4 separate regions of the Mus musculus genome follow, and all the other regions are linked to region 3. Evidence: chromatin contacts called from public HiChIP or PLAC-seq and promoter capture Hi-C data. All regions are on one chromosome and are shown on one strand. Each heading gives the region's core, a stretch centred on a gene start, on an enhancer-like site or on the middle of the called end of the contact. The rest is flanking DNA. Distances are from core to core; before and after follow the strand shown. Region 1 holds the start of Hoxc12 (homeobox C12). Region 2 holds the start of Hoxc9 (homeobox C9). Region 3 holds the start of Itga5 (integrin alpha 5 (fibronectin receptor alpha)). Region 4 holds the start of Hoxc11 (homeobox C11).

Region 1 (4,001 bases), core at 1,383-3,882, 430 kb before region 3:
AATTAGCATGTGTTGCACAGAAGGAAGAGGGGTTTGTGCACGGGTCTTTATGCCAAGTCTGAAACCTAGAGATGATGGTTTTATCAGGGTCAAATCAGGCTGAGAGAAATCCACGTCTGAAGAAGGAAGCCCTCTCAAGCCATTCTCATTCTCTCTGCAACCAACCCCCACCCCCTACCCCGGGTTGCATCTGCCGCCCTGTGGCCGCTGCTCAGCGGTCTGACCCAAGAGGGCAGGGAGAAAAGCCTAGGGCCTGAGATTTTTGAATTGCGGAAAGATGGGAAGAAGCTAAGACCTTCCTCTTGGGGTCCCTTTTCATGGAGATTAGCATTGTCGGAAGGGAGGCTAAAATGGGGAGATCTACTCAACAAAGGCTAGTGGCTGACGGCAAAGCCAGCTCGAATCCCTCACAGCAACAATAGCGGCAGAGCGCCGAGGCCTGGAGAGCCTGGGCGTAGACATCGCTGCCAAGCGTAATGTGCTGATTGAAATCTGTAATGTTGAGATCACATCGCCTTTATCTTTATGATCAAAATGACTCCCAGATAATTTTTTAAAACTAGATGTTCATGTGCAATCAATGAGTCTTGAAAATGAAGAAATAAATGAAATTCAGCGATGGTATGACATGCTATTTGTAGCTGAGAGATACTCTGCAGCCTTACAGCCCCTTAATCAATTACGCACAAAAAGGGGAGGGGGGCACTGTAGGGTCTTCTGGTTCTGAGTGAAGGTTGACTGCAGAGGCTGGCGTCCCACGGACAAGACCTCCGAGGTTCCAGAGTGGGTCTGGAGCTGGGCGGGCTCCTGGAGGCGGGTGGGACCAAGCGGGCTGCCAGGAAGGCTCGAGCTGAGGAAGGAGAACCGGCCAAGCGGGGCAAGGGGCGGGCGCCAAGCTGCGGGCTGCTAGCTGCGCGGGGCAGGGCGGCGCCCGCGGGGACACATTTCTGTCGGAATGAGCAGCTATGGTTTGGGATATGAATTCGCTCCGGGAGCGGTGGAATTCAAAGAATCTGCTTTTCTTTCCGCCGCGTCCTGTAGAGGAGAGAGGGGCGGGAGAAAGAAAAGGGAAACTAGAATCTCCTGTGATTCTGTCTGCGTTTTGTAGCGTAGGCTATTTTCCAGATATTTAACTATCACCTACGTTCGTTCATATTCTCTCTCTCTCTCTCTCTCTCTCTCTCTCTGTGTGTGTGTGTGTGTGTGTGCGCGCGCGCGCGTGTGTGTGCAAGTGTGTGCAATTCTCTGATAAAAATCGTCACAATCGTTTTAATATGTATACGTTGTCAAACTGTTTATTCAACCTTGGACAGCTAAAGCTCAAAATAATCAGAGATGGTGAGTGTCTCTTTGCTATAACCCTAATAAAAATGTATTTGAGCTGGTTCTTCTCTTGGTGAGCTGGTCTACCGGTGCCCCAGTTGGGAATCCCAATGTTGACTTGCAGATGTTCATTATAATCAACAGCCAGTGCTAGGTTCCCATCCTTCTCTAGAAGAAGCATCATAAATAAAAATTTGAGTTCTCAACAGGATACTTCTCCGGATTTTCCCCTCACTCTTGTCCCACCTCAGAAGGCAACTCACCCCTGGCCGCTGCTCCATACTGGCCCCACAGTCAGCCTGCAGGTTGTAGGGTAATCTCCTTTGCTGTAGAATATGTAATCATTTGGGCCAGCCAGTTTCTGCTGGGGCTGACAGCCTCCTGTCATAAAGATGAGGAGATTCTTAGAAGCTCCCAGTACCTAGAAGTCACAGCCGAAAAGCAGTTCAAGCCACCCCTAGATTTTCAAGAGCAGGAAAATAGGTCCGCACCAAACTCAGCACCTTCATTTGCTCTTCTCTCTGCCTTCGGTTCTTCCTCTACTGATGGAACCTTAGTGGAGGCTAAGGTTAGTTAGGGGTACAGAAGAGATAGAATGATCAATCCCCCTCTACACCTTTCTCGAGTGAAAGAACCTCAAGTATCTTTTCATACCCCTAGAAGAAAATGCAATGGAGACAACGCAGCAGCGCAGCGCTGGCAGGGCTGAGAGATAGCTGCAGGAAAACCTGTTCTCACCCCCACTTCGCCTCTACTGTAAATAAACCCTGAGCCAAAGGGCTCATCCGTCTCCTTAAACAGCCAGTAAACTTTATATGACACAATATCTAATAGTAATTTATTGGGGAGATATTGTAAATTCCAACGGTTTTAGTTAATAAAGGAGCTAATTAAAGAGGGACGGGCTGTGCTCGGCCAGCTGTTGGTGATAAGATAATACATCTGGGGAGGGGTGCAGGGTGCAGAGGTGTGTATGTGCGGATATTTTTGGTGGCGCTATTTTTTTTTTTTTTTTTTTTTTTTTTTTTTTTGGTTTTGCCCCGCGTCGAGCGATCGCTTCCCCGTCTGCGTTAAGGTTTTATATGACTTTTTAAAAACCAGAATCCTACGAATAAATCTGTTCCTGCCTTTCGCTCCCCCATCTCCACCCAGGATTGGGGAAGGGGGAAGTAGAGTTGGTGCGGGGAATGTGGGTGGGGGGTTCGGTTGTCCCCACCCCTCCCCCTGGCGGTAGCGCCCACGTGAGTAGAGCGGCCAATGGGTGGCTGGTGCAGGTTTAACTATGTTTAATGTCAGATAGCAATAAAGTAGAAGCAGCCGGTCGGGCCCCGCGGAAATGGGCGAGCATAATCTCCTGAATCCTGGGTTTGTGGGGCCGCTGGTGAATATCCACACAGGAGACACCTTCTACTTCCCCAACTTCCGCGCGTCAGGGGCACAACTCCCGGGGCTGCCTTCGCTGTCCTACCCACGCCGCGACAACGTGTGCTCGCTGCCTTGGCCGTCGGCCGAGCCGTGCAATGGCTACCCACAGCCCTATCTCGGCAGTCCCGTGTCTCTCAACCCGCCTTTCGGCCGCACGTGCGAGTTGGCTCGCGTGGAGGATAGCAAGGGTTACTACCGAGAACCCTGCGCTGAGGGCGGCGGCGGGGGCCTAAAGCGGGAGGAGCGCGGGCGCGAACCCGGAGCGGGACCCGGGGCAGCGCTACTGCAGCTGGAGCCGTCGGGGCCACCTGCGCTCGGCTTCAAGTACGACTACACGGCGAGCGGCGGCGGTGGCGACGGCAGCACGGGACCCCCCCACGATCCACCCTCGTGCCAGTCACTGGAATCCGACTCCAGTTCGTCCCTACTCAACGAGGGCAATAAGAGCGCCAGCGCTGGTGACCCTGGCTCTCTGGTTTCGCCGTTGAACCCAGGCGGCGGGCTCTCAGCCAGCGGTAAGGACCCCAGCCCACTTGTGATGCTTACTCTGACAGGACGTCTTGCTAGTTTAGGCAGGGGAGGCCTGAGCTGGAACTGCCTAGGGTGACAGAATGTGTTGTGAGCTAGGGCTTCTTTTAAAAAGAAGTGTGTGTGTGGGGGGGGGACCCTATAAACATGTAAATATCCCCATAAAAGACCTGGAGAGATTTCCTTTTTCCGCTCCTAGTGGCTGTAGGGGTCAGGGAGCTCCAGAGTACAGGGATTCTGACGGGGACTTCCCCAAGCCTAAGAGTAAAGAGGTGGAGAAGGAGATTCCATTCCTATTTTTCAGGTTGCCTTTCCTTCTGCTTAGCCATAGGCCCCCGTTTCTCACAGTTCTTATTTTAAGAAACGCAATCAACATGATTTACTCTTCACCACCCGCCCACAACTTTCCTAACTGATGGGATCTGTAGTTCCAGAAGTTGTAAGGGTCAGGAAAATTTAATAATAATAATGATAATGATGGTGGTACTGGTGGGGGTGGGGGTGGGAGTAGTAGTAGTAGTAATAATAATAATAATAATAATAAAAGATAGTTTGGAAGAATTGAGGTAGGAACATAAAAAGATGTGTATACTACTATGGAAGGTAGTGTTGAGGCATAGAGTGAAAACAGGATGTTTTGGTGATGGTTTGGTGAGGATGGTCTGGGTAAACATTTTCAGGATGAGAAGCGAAAGGAATGACCTGGTCTGGGTGTGGGGCTAGGG
Region 2 (3,791 bases), core at 983-3,482, 390 kb before region 3:
CCCAGCTGAATTGTCGGTCCTAGCTGTTCTCCATCCCTTTGTGTGAAGAAAAGTATTTAAATCTCTATGGCTCCCAGGGAAATGAGGAGGTTTCCAGAAAGACGGGCCAGTTGGTGAAGGAAGATATGTATAAGGGAATCCCCTGGTTTGGGAGCCCATATAGTCTCTAACTTCAGAGTCTCTGAGGCACACAGCCAGTTTGGGTAAGGGGAGCCTCAGGCTGGAGCAAGGTGTTCAAGAGCTCTTGGCTTAGAGAAATGGCCCTGATGAACCGAAATTTATCAATACAGGGCTTCTGTGCCTTGAGTCACTTTGCCCCTATTTCCATTTCAAAGATGATGGATTTAAAGGAGGTGGCCACAGAGTCAGGGGTCAGGGCAGTCTTCTCCCTAGATCTGGAGAAGTGGAGCAAGGTCTCATAGGGCCAAGGTGAGGACCAGTCTGATGGTCAGAGTCCACCCTGGGGGCCCTGGGACTGTGGATCATGGCTAAGGCGATGGTAATTATTTATTCGCTTCGCTGGAAGGGAGTGTTCAGAAGGAACAGCGTGAAAAGGAGGGAAAAAATTATCTCTCTCATCTGAGGATATTAAGATGGATTTTTATTTCTTAAAGGACCCTCCCCGCCGAGAGCACATAAGCGTAAACTTAATATATGCTCCGCAGCCCAACTCTAGAAATCGCAATAAAAGTTAAAACCTCCCCTACTGGTTTTTTTTAATTATGATATGGGGAAGGGGAGCAGGATTTATAGAGCTGAACTCTCGGCGCGTGTTTGAGACTTGCGGGAGAAGGAGGAAAAGGCAAGAGCTCGCCAAGGAGAGCCCTGATCTCTGAGATGTCTCGCCGGCAGTGGGGGCTTAGGCTCAGCCCAGCTAATCCGCTGTGGTCTCTCTGGGACCTCACCCCAGCAGTCGGCCTTGCTTCGGCTCACTTGCTGGAAGATGCAGCCCTTCTTGAGAACAGGTGACGTGAAGGCGGCAAACGGGGATAGGGGAAGTATAAATGGGAAGACTAGCGCACAGAGCTTTGTGTGGGTCCTTGCTGGGGACGAGGTTAGCCCAAGTGTAGCTCAGCGGATGGCTGGACTCCGAAGGGTGTCCGGGCAGGGCACAAGAGCAGGGACAAGGTGGATTGTGTGTGAACATCGACCACAGACTGAGTAGAGTGGACTCCTGGTCTGTGGTCAGCGGCGAGCCAGGCAACCGGATGTTGAGTCTGTAGGAAGGACCTTGAGGTCTGTTGGGTGTTTGGGCTGCCGGGGGCGCGGCAACCAGGGGTATTGAGGGAGTGTGTTGTGCGCGGGGCGCGGCGGTCAGCTTGGGCGAGGCTGTAGGCCCCGCACATCTCTGCGGCTGATGGGCTGTGTCCGGGAAGACTAAACTAGGGTCGAACCAATGATTAGAGCATGAAAATAAATGCAGTTATGTGTTCCCACCTCCCCGTATACGCAGTTCTTTTTTTCTTTTCTTTCTTTCTTTTCTTTTTTTTTTCCTTTCGGAGATACCTGGATATGGTCCAGAGCAGGTTGTCCGCGGGAGGGCCCCGCGAGCGGCAGCGTGCGAGGGAGGGAGGGAGGGCGAAGGAGGGAGGGAGGGAAGGAGGGCGGGTGGCGGCGGCTGCGGTGGCCAGGGCTTCCCTCCCTGGGCGGGAGGCTGCTGCCCTGCCTCTGTGGCCGTGGGGAGCCAAGAAGCAGGTAAAGGAGGCTTTCTGAGGCGGTATTGCACCAAGCCCAAGGTACCAAGTCTTCCGGGCCTCTGCTTAAGGTTCTGGCGGGAGAGAAGGTAGGGAGATCGGCGCCCACCAGGCCTGGAAAGGAGGCCTCGGGATGTTCAACCTGTGTATGATTTCAGTCTCACACTCATGTTGTGGTCTGTCTGCATTGGGAGACGCCGCTTGCCTGTCTGTCTGAGACTTCCCAAACCCGGGCACTCCTTCCAAAGGCTCAGAAAAATTCGTCGTCGGAATGTGTACTTTCATTCATTGGATTCTCTGAAACTCGGCAGGGCTGGCTACGACAACCCAGGTTGGGAGGGAGCATTCTTCCTCTTTTCTGGATGTGTAGTCCTTTGGCTCCTTGGTCACAGGCTGAGTTTTCCGGTTCTAGGTTCGCGGGTCGCCCTGATGTTTGAAGCTAGACAGCTCCAGTCGGTTAGGGAGGGCGGGGAGGGACCCGCGGCTGTGGCTCCTTAATTGTACTTCGAGCCCTTATTGTCTCTCCTTTCGCCACCTCCGCTTCCTCAGTCTGGGCTCCAAAGTCACTGCAAATTTCCTTGCGATACATACATCACACAAAAGATCAGGTAACAACGCGCTCAGAGCCATTGAATCAGAGCACAGGGCAACCCTGGTTCTGGGGAGGCTACCTCTCCAGTCACTCCCCAGGCTGGAAAAACAGACTGTGTTGGGGGAGCCGGAAATAACCCCGTTTGCTGCGGAGCGGCAGGGCGGGGGCGCCGGCGCAAAGGCAGGCCGGGCAGGCCATGGCGTTGAGAGGGCCACGTTCACAGGCCCTGGGGGTTTCACGCTTGCGGAGCTTGGGGGCCTGGCTCTTGGTGTGGTGGCAGGGATCCCAGATACCCACCTTGGGTGGGGGTAGCACGCAGTTCTCCTCGCAGCAAGCAGGAGAACTCAGTTTCTGCTTCCAGCTCAGGCCTTAGCTAGGAGGAGTTGTGTGTGGGTGTGTTTTTCCCAACAAAGAGGGATCAGGAGAGATGGGGGGGGAACTAGAAGGGAACCAGGGAGGGGGGCGGGGAAGGCGAGAGGGCAGCGGAGGGACGAAATGAGCCCATTTCAGGGGGAGAAGGAAAATGAAAGCAAACGGAGTAGGGCCTCCTCGGTTCAGGGAGGGTGCTGAGGAGCAGAGAGCGGGCTCTCTGCCTGCGGCGGCCGGGATGGCCCGCTGGGGGCACAGAAGAAAGCCTGTTTTAAATTTAATCCGAACTTGACGGTGTGGATTGAACCGGAGGGAATTTAAATCATTAAAAGGGAGACACGCGGTAGGGGGAGGGAGGAGGATGACTCTAACCTATCTGTTTGTCTGTCCTTCCCACAGTGCTAGCTTGGCTGTTTTCTCAGTTGCCCAGGTTTGAGGTGATAGAGGTTTGCCCATCCCCCTTCAGGGGACTCCTCTCCTGTGCCCACTGGAATCTGTTGGGGGTGTAAGGTGAATACAGAATAGTCAGCTAGAACTGGGCTTTCTTCCTCCCTTTCCAGCAGTGACTCCCAGTTTCCTCAAGTCTCTCAGGTTGCCCCATTGATGCTAAGAACAATTGAAAGGAGTTGGGTAAATGAGAGAAAGTCTTAGAATAAAATAGGAGATTCAGTGGGAGTAACTGAATCCCCAAGATGAGACCTTGCTTCTTCGCATCCATGTCTTTGCCCTCCATATCTACAAGCCTAGATTTAGGGAAAACTTGAAAGTCCACTTCACAGTCCTGACCTGCTAGCTTTTAAATGTGAAACATGAGAGTCACAACCTATATGAAGGACCTGGGCCTAGTGTCCTCTGGACTCCCAGTCTCTTATCAGACCCCTTCCTTTAGGCTACCTCTTTCTAGGAGGCATAATAGAATGGGACATTGGTAAGGAGGGGCCTGTGGGCAAGGCCTGCTTTCTGGTCCACAGCTGTGCTGACTTCTGAGTGGGGAGGGTCTAGAGTTCTTGCTTCCAAAAGGAAGGAAAGGCAACAGTCTCTCTCCTGCTTCCTGGGGGATTTGAGGACAGCAGGAATCCCTGTATGGTACCCCTGACTACCCAGCTGCCACAGCCTCTGCAGGGTAGGCAAGCTGG
Region 3 (4,064 bases), core at 958-3,457:
TGAGGGCGGAGTAGAATGTGAGCTGGACACCTGGGTTCTCTTGAGGAATGGAGGCTGGGGCTTGTTTTAGAAGAAACCTCAGGGACTGGAGGATCAGGCCAGGGGCTACTGGGAGTGCAAAGTCCAACAGATATTTTAAAAGAGAACTGACAGTTTTGTGTGGGGAAGAGTGACACCCTGATGGGGGAAAAGACCCTATACCCCCTCCATCCTCTCTGCTCCATTAGGGTTGTGGTAAGAAATTTGGGGGACCCTGGCAGAGGCTCCGGGACAGGGTGATGAAATGAGGTTTGGGCAAGAGGCCAGGGTGCGGGGTGGGGGTTGGGTGGGGACCTTGAAAAGCTCAAATTCAACGGCTGTGGCCTAGTTATCTTTCTGTTTTTCCATCCCTAAGTCCCTCAGATAAAGTTAAAAAAACTGTCCCTTCCCCAACCAAATTAGCTAGAGTTAATCCCACCCCCAGCCCCCTAATTAAATAACAGCTAAAATCAGATGACTTCTGACAAAGGTCCAATCAAGCCCTAAGATCCCAGGGTCGGTGTAGGTGCTGCCATGGGCAGAGAGAGGCTCAGAGCTAGTAGGTGGAGAAACACCTACTGCTGTCATCAAAGGGGTTCAGGAATATGGCATCTGGGGTCCCTTAGCCCAGCAGTTGGGACCGTCACTTTTCTCTTACTTCCAGACCTCCTCTCCTTATTTAAACAAACACGTTTGTTTCAATGTGGCCTCTAATTTTCCCAAGCCTCTGGGCACCAGTCTAGGTCTGCTTACTACCCGGAAATAAGGATTCTCCATAGAGATTTTCAGGAACCTTCGTTCTGATGCTCTTGGGCCCAGAGAGCCTATATCTTTCTCAGCTTCCGACCCTAGTCCCAGAAGTCTGAGTTCTACTACAGCCGACAAGCTACAGGAAATCAGCTTTTCTCTTCCTCCCAAGAGCTAGAGCAAGAGGGAAACCGCCCACCCCCCTTCAGGCGCGCGCACTCACACCCCTCCCGACACATCCGTGCACCGCCCTGGATTGATCCGGCCACTAGCCCTAGTACCCCCAGTGCCAGGGTTCTGGGATTCTCCCCAAGTTCTTGGATCTCTTCGCCTGAAGAGACTGGGGGTGGGAGGCAATTCAGGAGAATGAGGAGAAAGGGGAGGGAGCCTTCGTCTTCCTCCCGGGTCTTTCCCGAGTCTGAGTTGATGGGGGAGGGGAGGATGAGACTGGCCCCCACATAACCTTCCGACCCTCTCAGTCTGTCTTTCCTCTTACGGCACACGCTTACCCAGCTCCAACCCTCTCAATAGCCCCACCGAGGATCTCGAGGTTCTTCCACTGCCTCCTAAGGCCCTGCCCGGCCTCCGCACCCCCCTCGACTCCCACCCGCCACAGGTCTCCCGCAGCCCACAGATCGCCAGAGACCCTAAGCTTTCTGCGCCCTCTCCTCCCGGTTGGCCCTTAGACCCTGCCTGTACTTCTCCAGCTTCTAGATTCGGGTCCTCTCCTCATGCCACACAAGTTTCGACACCGATCTCACACTCCACGTCGGCCACGGTCCCTCCCTGCTGCAGCGCGGGCCCCCAATTCTAGCTTGGGCCCCCAACTCAAGTCTTGGTCTTTCCAAACTCCGCCCTCCAACTCAAGTCCTGGTCGCTTCCAGTCCTCGGCGCGCCCCCAGTTTCCAGGTGGCCCCCTGCCCGCTTCCCGCCGCCAACCTCGCCACTCACCCGTCCCTTCCCGGCCGGTAAAACTCCACGGAGAAGCCAAAAAGGGAGCCGGGGGGCCCGGAGAGCACCGCCGGGGCCTCCGCGTCTAGGTTGAAGCCCCCAACCTGGAGTGGTGGCGGCCACAGTAGCAGCAGCAGAGGCAGCAGCGGCGGTAGGCGTCGGGGCCCCCAGCGCAGCAGCACCGCGTGGAGAGGAGATCGAGGCGACCGTGGCGTCCAGCTCCCCATAGTGCCCGCTCTTCCCTGTCCTGGGGCCACCGACCCGGAGCCGCTTCCTAAACCTCCCAGAGGCGAATGACTCAACGCGGGGAGGAGTTTGCCAAACTCCCGGCTGGGCCCTCCCCCCGGCCGCCGGGCCGGCTGGCGGGGGGGCATTCCTGGGTCCCGGGGACGCCGAGGCCGCGCCCCGCACCCGAAGGGGCGTGGGGGGCCGCACCTCTGAACCCTGGCTCCGGCCCCAGCTGGAGGCCGGTGGTCTGGCCTGGCTCAGACTGGGCGGGCTTGGGTTCTTCGCCCTCCTCTCCGCTTCCCCCTCCTCCCTCCCCCTCCTTTCCAGATGTACAACGTAAACGCTCGGAAAAGTAGTCGGAAAAGGGAGCAGAAAATTTCCTAATGAGGAAAGGAATCACCTCTGGGGGGCGGAGGGAGCCTGAATATTGTGTGTGTGTGTCTCCCTCATTTCTTCAGGAAAAAAACTTTGGGGTCGAGAGACAGGGGACTCCTCTGGCGTCCGGCCAACAGGGATTCCCCTTGCCTTCCGGGGCCACTGGGTGCCTGGGTTCTGGCCAGCTAGATTGGGACTCTGCAGCCCAGTCACTGAACGCTCCCCAGACAGCCTCCTGGGGTAGCTTCGTTGGCCTCGGGAATTCCGCGGCTGCCCCTCCCCAAGCTGATAGAGTGGAAAGCATAGGACTTTTGGGGTCTCTGACACAGGAGCATTGGGCTTTATTTGCTAACGTTGGGTTTGGAAGTCTCTGTTCTGGCCCTTTCTTGGATTTGATACCTGACCAAGTGGCCAACCTCTCAATTCAGTTCCTTCATCAGATTGCCTGATTTCCTGGATAAGCCCCAGAAAGATAAGTGATGGGTAGCAGTTGTGATGGTGGTGGTGGGGAGTCTTCAAAGGGAACCAACTTTCAGCTTCTGTTGGCCATCTGAAACCCAAGACACTTGCATTATTTGTGTAAGTAGAGGAAGGGGTGGTAGTAAGTGAAGGTACCTTGTTAGCCCCTAGCTCAGGCTGTGTGTGATGAGATCACCTTTCAGGATTCTGGTCTTTATCTTAGTCTGGGGGGAGGGGAGAGAGGCCTACAGTCTCCCCTAATCCCCTTTGCTTTCTACTCCCTTCTCAGCCTTTTTCCTCCAGGACTTCTCCCCTTTCAGAATAAGGCCCACAGAGTAAAATCCTGCCCTCTTCTTGCCCTTCTCTTTTGACCCGTTGTGGCCTGAGGGGATGCTGAATAAAAATCCCAGAGTCATTTTTTTTTTTTTCCTGCTGCATGCTTCCTCTCATCTGTTACTCTTACTCTGCTTTCTGTCCTCAGTCACCCAGCTAGATCTTCAAAAGCAGATCTCCAGGGCCAATTGCAGCCCCAGAGAGAGGCCAGCTGAACAGACTACAGCCTAACCCTGGCTCCATTCCACTTTCACATCTGCAGGTCCTGACCCTTCGTCAGGTGGGAAACATAAGGAATCTGTGGGTCAGGATCTGAGGCAAGCAGTACCCAAAGTCAACCTCTGGTGTGATTGGCCAGGGGGGGAACCCAGGTGAAGAGGAGAATGGACTTTTATTTACTGTTTATAGACATTCATGTGAGGCTTGGGTCCCACATGTGTGAATCCAGCCCTCTCCTTTCTCAGCCCAGACTTTTAGATTTTTTTCCCAGGATTTAGGAGCTGGGGAGGAAGGGGGGAGGTATACAGCTAGGGAGGTGTGTGACTCAGATCCTCCCAGGAGCCTTGGTGGGGGACAGGGGACATAGTGTCCTGCCTTGGTCCTCCTCCTCCTCAATCCCCCAACATTGGCCAACTCAAACAGGCACCCTCCCTGTCCATTCCTCGCTCCTGTTTACGCAGGAGCCCCTTAGTCATTCTCTGGCTAGCTGTTCCACTCTCCCCAATATCCCTCCTCTCTTGGCTCTCTCTGCCCTTATAAGTCCTCACCCAGTGGCCCTGACACCTCTAGCTTTCTCACTTGCCTTCCTTGCCTTTGCCTAGCCTCCCTTTGCTCTGCTTCTTGTTGAGTCTGAACTGGAATTTCTTCCTGCTTGGAGGGACTTCAGCATAACCCTCCAGGCCAGTAAGAGAAAGATCCCCAGAGGGTGTCCATTTAATCTTTCTTTAGAAGAG
Region 4 (3,870 bases), core at 1,078-3,577, 410 kb before region 3:
AGCAGATACCCCCCCACCCCCACCTCTCTCCAAGGCTGTGCAAAACAGGACTTAGGGGATTGATCCCCACCCTGCCCTGAAGAGCAAGAAGAAAAAGTAAGAAAAACCTAGTGGGAAAACGGGGGAAAGCAGGAGCCAAGACCACCCTCATCTCTGCAAGAGATGGGGTACCTCTGGCCTTCTTCTTGCTGGCTTCTATGACTGTTTGGGGAGCATTTTGCCTCCAGTAAACGCAAGTTTGATGAGGTCAACGCAAACCCCATAAAAGCCCCAGTCCGTTGTTCACCACCATTATAATTAAAAACGTTGCCCCCAGCTCCTCCTATAAAAAAGACTAAAGGAAAGGGGAACTGCAACAGAATCTTCTGTTTCTGGTCCCTTCTCTACAGAAATGCCCCCAATCTAGTTATTTACCTTCAGTTATGATCTGGCCAGGACTAAAAAGCACAAGAAGCAATGCCTATCATTAAGTGCAAACATAGGGAAGCACTGGAAGTCTCTTCTACAATATTGGAGACATCCCCACTCACCCACCCACACAGAGAAGGTGACTATGGTGGAGGCAGATTTCACCGAAGTATTGTTGTAAAGTCTGAGTAAATGTGGGCAGGTAGAAAAGTTGAGGAAAAATGGATTTGGGAAGATATATTTGGAAATAAGCTAGCCATTTCTGTCTTTCCTGTCTGACTGGGGCTTTCAGTGATTCATCCTTCAACAAAGAAAATCAAATTAAATACACTTTAAAGCGGGAAAACCAATCTGAAGGCGGCCCTGAGGGTGGGGGAATGGTTTAGACTACCTTTGGTTTTGTCTAAGAGTACAGGGTTGAGTTGCTCTTTTCTAAAATGTTATGTCCTGACAGCTCCTTCTTAGGACCAAGGTTACTGCTGCTTTCTGTTTGTGCCAGTTGTTTGGGCACCATGGATCCAGCCCAGAACATTTCCATAAAGTTATATTCAGATGCCCAGATGTATGTTGTAATAGCCAAAGGGACTGGAGGTTTAAGGAGTCATTGAGTATTCCCCTATGGACACAGCGGTCCAGCAAGGAGGGTTTATAGACTTGGAGAAGGGCAGGGTTGGACTGAGATGTAGAGAAGAAATAGGAGTGAAAGAGGCTGGGGACTTCAGGCCCTACCCTGCCTACTTTTTGATTGGTATTAGAGATAGACACCTCTACCCACCTAAGCTCCCCAAATCATTAAAAAAAAAAAAACCTCTCCAAATGTAGTTCCCTTAGCATACATCCTGCCTGGACCTTATTGCCAGCCTTCTTTTCAGCCTATTAGCTGAAGCTGAGCTCCCAACCCGAAGGGCCCCAGATAGAGAAGATAGATGACTCTCACTCTAAATCTTTTTCTTTGGGGTTTGGGATTTTAAAATCCACAGTGAATGTAGCTTTCTGCACATTGATTGACAATAAAGGCAGGCATGAAATATTCACCCAGGGCCACTCTCTCATACTAAATATTTAACACAACATTAGAGAAGGTTTTTCCCAGACTTCGCCAGGCACCGGCTGGGCGGCTGGCGCACTGCTCACCACTGGTTTATGACTAATAGGAGTCCCTAGCCAGCGGCAGCACAGCAAGCTAGACAAAGTTGGGACACTGGCTCATAGCTGGGCTGCCTCACCTTTGGGAAACTTCAGATACTCTTCCTGGGAGCCTGTCCTATAAGGGAGCGCACCTTATTCTGGTCAGGAAAGTAATATAAAGGACTTCTTATGAACAAGCTCTGATTCTTCAGGTAGAGGGTTAAGAGTCCCTGAAACTTGTTGGGAAGCATCCAATATTTCCGGGGAAATCAGGCAGGAAAAGACCCTTTCTTTTACCCCCCGCCCCCCAGCTTGTCATAAGGAGGGGACCAAGACCCCGAAACGGAAAACCCTTCTCCTTCCCCCAATCCTAGGGGGGAAAAGAACAGCAGTTAAAAAAAAATACAATTACCCCCTCCCAGCCACCGCCCCCGCCCATCCCACCGCCCACCCCACCCCAACCCTCTCTCTCTCTCCTCCTTTTCTCGCTCTGTGGAATGGAGAGGAGGGGAGTGACGAGAGAAAAACGAATACAAATCTGCAATTGATTTTCATAATGTTTCTGCGGTGTTTGCAAACCAATCGCCTGAACGTCCCCGATCTTACCTAAGAGAGAACCCCTCCTACGTCTGCGAAGTGCTCCGAACTGATATATGACAATATCTACTTTGGATCACGTGCTCGGGGAGAGAGACTAAGACGGATAACGCGTCATCTCGCCTTCCCAAAATTTCCCCCCTCGCTAGATCGGGTCCAAAACCTCCAGCCGGAGGAGGCAGGAGAAGAGAACGATGTTTAACTCGGTCAACCTGGGCAACTTCTGCTCGCCTTCGCGCAAGGAGAGGGGCGCTGACTTCGGCGAACGAGGGAGCTGCACCTCCAACCTCTATCTGCCCAGTTGCACTTACTACGTGCCTGAGTTCTCCACCGTCTCTTCCTTCCTACCCCAGGCTCCCTCTCGTCAGATTTCTTATCCCTACTCAGCCCAAGTGCCCCCGGTCCGGGAGGTCTCCTACGGCCTGGAACCGTCCGGGAAGTGGCACCATCGGAACAGCTACTCGTCTTGTTATGCGGCGGCCGACGAGCTTATGCACCGGGAGTGCCTGCCTCCTTCCACAGTCACTGAGATCCTCATGAAAAATGAAGGCTCCTACGGCGGCCACCACCACCCCAGCGCCCCGCACGCGGCCCCCGCCGGCTTCTACTCCTCAGTCAACAAGAACAGCGTCTTGCCCCAAGCTTTCGACCGCTTCTTCGACAACGCCTACTGCGGTGGGGGAGATGCGCCCGCCGAGCCCCCCTGCTCCGGCAAGGGCGAGGCCAAGGGGGAGCCTGAGGCGCCCCCCGCCTCGGGACTTGCGTCCCGGGCAGAGGCCGGTGCTGAGGCCGAGGCCGAGGAGGAGAACACGAATCCCAGCTCGTCCGGTTCTTCCCACTCGGCGACCAAGGAGCCGGCCAAGGGAGCCGCCCCCAGTAGGTAGCAGCGGCCGGGAACCCGAGGGCAGCGAGGGAGGGAGCGGAGAGGGAGGGCTGGAGTAGTGGGGGGGGGCAGGGGAGCGCGGACAGCCTCGTGTTTTGGGTCAGTCTGATTTTATGTGGAGTTTTATAAGCATTCAAAGGATTTTATTATAACCTACAAAGCCCTCTCTCCCAACGACTCGACTTTTTACGATGGAGAAGGGGTGGGGAGGGAGGGAAAGGGGCTCTTTGGAAAAGCCGGGTGAGCCCCCCTCCTCCGTTATCTCCCTCGGTCTGTGAAATTTTTAAAAGTGCCACCATTGCGGGCGATATTAACTTTGATCGTGAACTTAGAGGAGCGTTTAAGAAAGGATGGGGAGTCGGACTGCTGGGGGGTTGGGAGGGAGGGGAGGGGTGGAGGGGGAAAGGGGAGGGCGAGGGACAGACTGGGAGAAATCCAGAGAAGGGGAGAGGTAAGGAACAGAAGCGACGCGGCAGAACTGGAGTCCAGGGAAGCTCTCCAAGGCCGCTCCTCTTCTTTTTAAAACGACTTTTAAAAATGTTCAAATTACGTGTTCGCGGGTCTTTGAGAAGAAACCGGGGCAAGCCGGGGTTTGGCGGTGGCAGGAGAGTGGGGAAAGAATCAGAGATTCCCTTGCTCTGCAGGGGAAGGTAGCGGTGGCTCTCCAGGGTCCGAGGCCTCTCTCTGGGTAGGCCCAGCCTGACTGTACGCAAGCCTGGGGCAGGCAAGCGGCTGGGTGTCCCAGGGCGCCAGGGCACCACAGGAGGCTCGTAGGTGTCCTGCTACCTCTACGGGCTAGTTTGCTCCCGATTCCTCACTGCTCTCTCCTGATCTCACTCCTTCGCGCCGATTCT

Evidence for each region. Promoter capture Hi-C pulls out the DNA fragments that hold promoters and counts their contacts. HiChIP or PLAC-seq counts read pairs in DNA pulled down with a chosen protein or histone mark.
Region 1: an H3K4me3 HiChIP or PLAC-seq map of embryonic stem cells shows a contact between it and region 3, with 8 times the contacts expected there. The contact joins the promoter of Hoxc12 here to the promoter of Itga5 in region 3. A contact is called at or near these places in 3 of 39 promoter capture datasets (cranial neural crest, maxillary cranial neural crest and stem cell-derived epiblast-like cells), 1 of 484 Hi-C or Micro-C datasets (embryonic stem cells), 2 of 115 datasets of contacts at active chromatin or transcription factors (both in embryonic stem cells) and 1 of 9 other capture datasets (adipose tissue).
Region 2: a promoter capture Hi-C map of embryonic stem cells shows a contact between it and region 3, with 5 read pairs. The contact joins the promoter of Hoxc9 here to the promoter of Itga5 in region 3. A contact is called at or near these places in 2 of 39 promoter capture datasets (embryonic stem cells and hippocampal neurons), 1 of 15 datasets of contacts at CTCF or cohesin (embryonic stem cells), 3 of 115 datasets of contacts at active chromatin or transcription factors (embryonic stem cells, extraembryonic endoderm stem cells and neural tube) and 2 of 9 other capture datasets (embryonic stem cells and liver).
Region 4: a contact with region 3 is called in a promoter capture Hi-C map of frontonasal cranial neural crest. The contact joins the promoter of Hoxc11 here to the promoter of Itga5 in region 3. A contact is called at or near these places in 3 of 39 promoter capture datasets (cranial neural crest, frontonasal cranial neural crest and stem cell-derived epiblast-like cells), 1 of 15 datasets of contacts at CTCF or cohesin (embryonic stem cells), 1 of 115 datasets of contacts at active chromatin or transcription factors (neural tube) and 1 of 9 other capture datasets (liver).

What each region holds. Positions count from the first base shown.
Region 1 is chr15:102,934,194-102,938,194 of GRCm38.p6, forward strand. Hoxc12 (homeobox C12) reads left to right here and starts at 2,633. Exons shown (of 2, transcript NM_010463.2): 1 at 2,633-3,263. The coding sequence starts at 2,660.
Region 2 is chr15:102,974,800-102,978,590 of GRCm38.p6, forward strand. It overlaps Hoxc9 (homeobox C9), which reads left to right and starts at 2,233. Exons shown (of 3, transcript NM_008272.3): 1 at 2,233-2,302.
Region 3 is chr15:103,364,584-103,368,647 of GRCm38.p6, forward strand. It overlaps Itga5 (integrin alpha 5 (fibronectin receptor alpha)), which reads right to left and starts at 2,208. Exons shown (of 30, transcript NM_010577.4): 1 at 1,717-2,208. The coding sequence starts at 1,943.
Region 4 is chr15:102,952,199-102,956,068 of GRCm38.p6, forward strand. Hoxc11 (homeobox C11) reads left to right here and starts at 2,328. Exons shown (of 2, transcript NM_001024842.1): 1 at 2,328-3,009. The coding sequence starts at 2,328.